Linked DNA regions of Danio rerio: region 2 is linked to region 1. Evidence: chromatin contacts called from public HiChIP or PLAC-seq data. All regions are on one chromosome and are shown on one strand. Each heading gives the region's core, a stretch centred on a gene start, on an enhancer-like site or on the middle of the called end of the contact. The rest is flanking DNA. Distances are from core to core; before and after follow the strand shown.

What was found. HiChIP or PLAC-seq counts read pairs in DNA pulled down with a chosen protein or histone mark.
Region 2: an H3K4me3 HiChIP or PLAC-seq map of gastrula embryo shows a contact between it and region 1, with 2.1 times the contacts expected there. The contact joins the promoter of si:ch211-114c12.2 here to the promoter of tp53 in region 1. A contact is called at or near these places in 2 of 18 Hi-C or Micro-C datasets (caudal fin and hematopoietic stem cells) and 2 of 4 datasets of contacts at active chromatin or transcription factors (embryo and gastrula embryo).

Annotation. Positions count from the first base shown.
Region 1 is chr5:24,740,775-24,744,002 of GRCz12tu, reverse strand. It overlaps tp53 (tumor protein p53), which reads right to left and starts at 1,256. Exons shown (of 11, transcript NM_131327.2): 1 at 1,088-1,256; 2 at 396-450; 3 at 107-155; 4 at 1-14. The coding sequence starts at 448.
Region 2 is chr5:24,783,576-24,786,943 of GRCz12tu, reverse strand. si:ch211-114c12.2 reads right to left here and starts at 1,516. Exons shown (of 10, transcript NM_001002300.1): 1 at 1,292-1,516; 2 at 316-377; 3 at 1-228. The coding sequence starts at 356. It overlaps capga (capping protein (actin filament), gelsolin-like a), which reads left to right and starts at 3,114. Exons shown (of 9, transcript NM_001289065.1): 1 at 3,114-3,177.

The sequences.
Region 1 (3,228 bases), core at 7-2,506:
CCCGGCAAGTACTCCTGGCAAACACAGAACAAACAAAAGTTCAACACTGAAAACCAAAAGAGGAAAATAGAGATTTCTGGGTGTTTGAGATTATTTTTTTAAATACCTCATCATTAATGATGTCCCAGCAAGAGCCACCACCTGGGGGCTGAATACTTCTGAGACAATTGAAAAGGAAGAGAGAGAAATTAGTATTAATCTGTTGAAGCTCATACAAAGAACTCCAGATAAACAATACGTTCGACAGATGCATCTTAAACAAGCAAACACCAAAAATATTAAGACAGGTACATTATAGCAACCTGACATGGCTGCTAACAAAAATACGGGGAAATTTAGAGAGGCAGGAAAAAGAGGAGCGTTGTGTATCAGGAGTGCGACCCTTGCGAACTTACATCAAATTCTTCTCCCAGAGCTCCGCGAACTCTTGGCTGTCGTTTTGCGCCATTGCTGTGAAATTATAAACACGAAAGTCATAAAAACCTGGGGGGAAATAATATATCACGACAACTAAAATTACTATAACGTTAAAATAAAAGTCGGGATGTTGTTTCTTATGCAAAGTGTGATATTTATATAACATGTACATTCACTTTAAATTTAAAAAACAGGCGATCGCTCAGAGTCGCAAAGATGCCGCTTAACGTTAGCTTATTAGCTTCACAGTTCTGTCGCGCAAGTAGATATAGCTAAAAATGAATAAAAATGCGCATACCTGTACATAAGATTTCTAAAAGTCACCTAAAGCTATTATACTGAAACTCTAAGTTTGCATTTTCGACAGCTAATGTTAGCTAGCTAACAGGCTTAGCGGCTAACGTTAACATCAACGTTTTAGTAACGTTTAAAGCGATGTCGGGCCTAAAGTTCGAAATACGAGTTTCACTCTTAATTCATTACCAGTTTTTATCGAATCGACGTCAGTTTGTTACAATAATACAACACACAAGCGGTCCAATGATGTTGCACACCAAATCCCGACTTTTACTTAATATACAAACAGCTGAATCTACAAACACTAGTTAACGTTAATAAATATGATCGATCAAACCACTAACGCTAGTCAATAAAAGTTTCGCTTTGTTACCTTTGCAAGAATTGATTTTGCCGACCTCCTCTCCACTAAACTACGATTATCGACTTTCGGATTGCCCGGATATGTAGTCGATCGACTTAAAGAATGACCAAAACAAGGAGGTTATTGGACATCCACAAAGCAAATCCGCGTGGAGTTTTGGGGATTCCCCTAGTTACAGGAGGAGCATGTGACGTCAGCGTCACCTGACGGACAGAGAATGAATTAATTGAAAGAAAAAAGAAAACGCTGCAGAAAAATATCGATTTTAATGCACGAATCGATGCTTCATTCCACTTTATATTTATAACTAACGTTGTCTGTTTTATGCCAATTAATTCGAGTGTTGCAAAAGGGCGGGATCTATTAAACGAGGAAGTTGTTTGTCCAGTGAACTTTCTGCATCCAGGTCGCGTAGACGATTTAAATCTGCAGCGTTTTTATATATTATATTGAACAATAGCACTTGTTGACCTTGCGTTTCGCAGAAATAGTAATATTGAAACAAAGAAAGGATCTGTAATGGTAGATAAACAGAGGGATGCGAGGCAGATGTGTCCTTGCTGTGATTTAAGAAATCACATGGAAGGCGTCAAATTGCAATCTACAGAACAAACTGAAAGTCGGTTATTAGTGGTTTACTGGATATTATAAAATAATGAGCTCCAAAGGCTTATTAAAATTACTGTGCTTTACATAGATTACAGCCACACAATGTCTGTGATTGGTCCGTCCGTAAAATCATTAGTGAAACCACTGACTGACTAGTTGTGTCCCCACATCATGGGAGAGGAAGACTGTCATGAGCACTTCATCACTCAGACTGAAAGTTTATGAAGTAAGTATCGCATTTCAGAAATTTCATTTCATTTTCTTGTCGGCTTAGTCCCTTTATTAATCCGGGGTCGCCACAGCGGAATAAACGCCAACTTATCCAGCAAGTTTTTACGCAGCGGATGCCCTTCCAGCCACAACCCATCTCTGGGAAACACCCACACACACATTCACACACACTAGGGACAATTTTAGCTTACCCAAGTCACCTGTACTGCATGTCTTTGGACTGTGGGGGAAACCGGAGCACCCGGAGGAAACCCACGGTCCCACGCGAAGGCAGGAAGAACATGCAAACTCCACACAGAAACGCCAACTGAGGCCGAGGTTCGAACCAGCGACCCAGCAACCTTCTTGCTGTGAGGCGACAGCACTAGCTTCTGCGCCACTGCCTCACCCCATTTCAGAAATGTAACTGTTATTGTCACCCACGTTTAGGATAATAAGCAGTTTATCTTACATACAATAGGCCTAAGGAAACTGCTTATAATATGAAACAGGTAGGCTTTGGTTTGATTTCAGTCAAGTATGTATAAAGAATAGGTGTCAGCAGTCATTTATGTTGTATAACATACACAAGAAATACAGCCTTCTGAAAAAACATTTCCTGGCATAAAAAGGATAAATCAGACATGAAACAATTACTTTAAGTAAGACTGTATGATCTTGAAAAAGCACCTTTTTAGGACAGAAGCAATTAATTTAATCTGATAAGTCACCCAGTTTGCGTTATTTTGAAATATTTGTGTGATTGACAACAATATGAGAAGAGAGTAAAAAGAGAGCGAATCAGAAGCAAAACCCCAAACATATATTTTATATTGTATTGTAAACATTCGCATGCATGGTGGAATAAGTCATATTTTTCGAGGGCATTATTAATTGACTGAGAAATATGCCTAGACCTATTATGTTTTGAAGACATGAAATATAATATTTTTTTACCTTCAAAGAATTATTGTGATGCCAAAGCCACTTTGTTTTAATACCTCTCAAATTTTTGTGTATTTAAAAAAAAAAAAAGATTCTCTAAAGACAATAGATGATCAGTGTTACATTTATATGATGACAATTCATAAACCAAAACTTTATTGCAATTTAAAAAACATTTCCTAGATGTAATCCTAGTGGCTATTAATCTTAAATAAAACTTATAATCAATTAATTATGATGTAAAAAAGCTTTAATCAACTTGAGTCTATCTGAACATCATCGTGCATGCGTGAGTTTGACTGAACATTCTGGAAAAGTTCTACAAGCTACAGCTAGAAATGGGCAGATTTAGATCTCTCCAAATCGTTGTTAAAAGAACAAATATA
Region 2 (3,368 bases), core at 267-2,766, 43 kb before region 1:
TACGGATGGAAGTGATCCTGGTTCTGCATCCACTGTCCGTGTGGTCGCTCTCTGCGTTCACCCATGAGTGAGGAAGGCCTCTTGGGGTAGGGCTGGGATCCACTACTGTTGTGAACTCTCCAACTCGGAGGGGCTTTTCCAGGAGGCCCTCTGAAACCTCTTTGGCTTCTTGAAGGGGGGCCATATCGCCCTTCATGATTCATGCTATTGTAGTTGTCTGAGAAAGGCCTGTATGAGAATAAACAACATTTTAGTCTCACTTATAATGATAAACTTAGTTCAATCAGAATTAAATATTACATATCTAAATCAAACCTGTGTTTGGAACGAGGAGATCCTGATTGTGGTCTCACCATTTTTTCAGTTTTATCACCTATCTTCAAGTGAAATAAAAGACATTAAATATTAATCTTCCAGTTAAGGTAATGCAACATGCCTCACGTACAAAAAACAATAAAAATATAAATAATTGCGAAAAAATAAGAAATATTGACTTAAGGTTGTAGTATCTGAAAATAAAACAAAAAATTATAACACAAAGAAGTTCTTATAATTAATAACCAATAATACTTCACATAATTTTAAGTCCATACAAACAAATCCAAGCAATCAATCTTAACGTGTCAGTGCTTTGAAAATGTAACAAAAGTTAAAACGTTTCATGCTCCTCGGAGAGTGTGTGTGCTATTTAAAACGTTTGAGGACATGTAACGTTACCGTTTCTACAATGCATTTCAACCCCTTTTAAACAAACAATACAGTACGACACTGCAGGAAGTCGATACAAATAAAATCACTGAATGCGTTTGCCAGAGACGTGGTGGTTGGATGAAACAAACTAACATGCAAGTTTTAGTAGTTTTCCACGACCTTAATTAAATCATGTTAAAAGTCAAAAGTTGAACCGAGCTCGACGACACCACATTCCTGGCCTAATGTTACATGAACGCGTGTCTGGGCCGACAAGGCCGTGAGTCACATCCAAAATGCTAACTCGAAACAAATGTACCAGCACGACGTTTCACTAGTAACATTACACAGATAATGCAACAACACTTCTAAGACAATAGAAACAACATTAGCGGTACGTGTAAATGTAAAAACACATCGAACAAAACAACACTCCTTCGTTTATCGCGCTAATGCGAAACTACGACAAAGCGAAACCATTTTCACTACAGTGCTATGCAACAATATCAGTTATGCTAATAATTCGTTTAATCTTTTCACTGTTAAAGGTCTACGTTACTAAAATCCGACAAAGTTGACTGGCTGTGTTGTTTTGACATACCCGATGTAGCGCGATACTGAAAACAGATAGGCCGTGATAGCAAACAAACGTCTTCTGTTAAGCGTCGGTCCACATCTGACCAAAATAGAACCGTAAACGTTTCCAAAAAACAAACACTCCGTCGCTTTCGTCGTCACATCTAGGTTTCTCCGTCGAAAAAAACGAGTGGTCTCCGTGAAATTACATTCACACCGACTGAACAGCTGCAGCCGTGACGTCACCTGAATGGGGCGCGTTCACGACCAGACTGGGACAGGAACTGACTAGGATAGGATTATTATCGAATCCGCCCATATCGTTGCTTTGTTAGTATGTTATAATATTTTTAGCACGTATATTTAACAGTGTTAATCATTAATTCAGTATTAGATACTGGTTTGGGTAAAATGCATAAATCATATACAAAAATTATAAATTCTCAAAATAGACTGGGAATTAAAAATAGGCCTAACGTTACCAACATTTGCCCAGTGCTAAAACCTCAGCTGTTGTACCGTTTGTCTCTCTCTCTCTCTCCCTTTGTTACTCCAGACTATTACATAACTTGGTTTAAATAAGATAGCATGGACACTTTTAATTACGTTCACTTGTCCTATGCCTAGAAGTTGGTATTTGACTACACTGACTTCATTGCACTGAAGATATACTTTTCAAGTGATTGGAATAATGTGAATTGACAACATTAAAATACAAATTAGCATTCTTTTGTTCCTGCACAGCATTATATATAGGGGGTTTGTCAGGCACGTGCACACATAGGGCTCAACCTGTGAAGTGCACATGCCCTTTTTAGTCTTGGATAGAAAGTGCCCTTCCAAAGAGATCTGAAGTGCCCTAGCGCCCCCCAACCTTTACCCCCAATCTAATTTTCCCACCTTTAGCTGTTTCTGGGTCCTGCTGAACCCTATTTAAAAAAAAAAAAACATGATATGGAAGTCACTAGGGACCAGTCCAGCACAATTTCCAAAGTGTGTTTTTTATCTTATCTAATTTACACAGGTTTGTTGAGAGGCAGATCTATATCAGACCCTTATCATCAAACATGGTTTTATTAGGTAACTAATTTACTTTTTAGATTTTATTTTCTGTGGACCCATAACCAGATTACAGATGATCAAAGTTAATGTTAATCTACTGACCTCTGCTGGTTCACCACATAATCTCTTATACAGTACGTCCTCTTTCTTACAGCAATGGGAATGTTTTTCTTATGTTGGTAAAAATAGACATGTTATAATTCTTACTAAAGCTTCAAAGTATACCCACACATCATACTCATACAGTATTATACTATAATAAATGAGAAATCAGATAACATTGACACTTTTAACTCACACTTTCCATCGCCATATGTTCCATTGAGAGATAGATATGAATCATAATAATAACCCTGTGATCTTTAGTGCTGAACAGCTCACATGACATTTGTTTACCTAAATACTGGAGTCCTGCGATACAATAAAGCTTCAGCTCATCAGGCTGCATTTTCAGACATTGTTATTTTGACTTTTCACCACCTTGTCTTTTTCCCCTCACTTTTTCCGTAAATGACATGAGCATGTAGTTAAAAGGATGAGTTGCTTGTGTAGTCAAAAAGAGATGTGTTTGCATACAGTGTGTTTGCAGCAGATGTGAGATGCTGATGATTAGACTCCCCCTGCGGCTAAACATTTGGTTAATACACTTTTGTCCATCCAACCAAGAGCTTCACACAGTCAATGCCTCAATAACTGTTTGGCCTTTGTAAGTTACCGAGGGGTAAATAGCAGGAAGTTATGAGGCAAGTCAGTCAACTGTATATGCAGAAGAGGTGGTTGTTCAGGCAGCTGTTACATTTAAGAGCTGTCAGGAGCTGGACTGACATCAGCAAACACTGTTGCATTAAGGTAGGAAATTCATATTTCAGCATTTTGTGACTTTCTGTAAAAAAAAAATAATAATAAAAAAGAACTTTAAAATACATTCATACTAATATACATCATCGGTCAAAAGTTTGGGGTCAGTTTTATTTATTTGTTTTTTAAAGAAAATTTATTATTAAACGGTTAATATTTTTTACATTTTAAATAACTGCTTT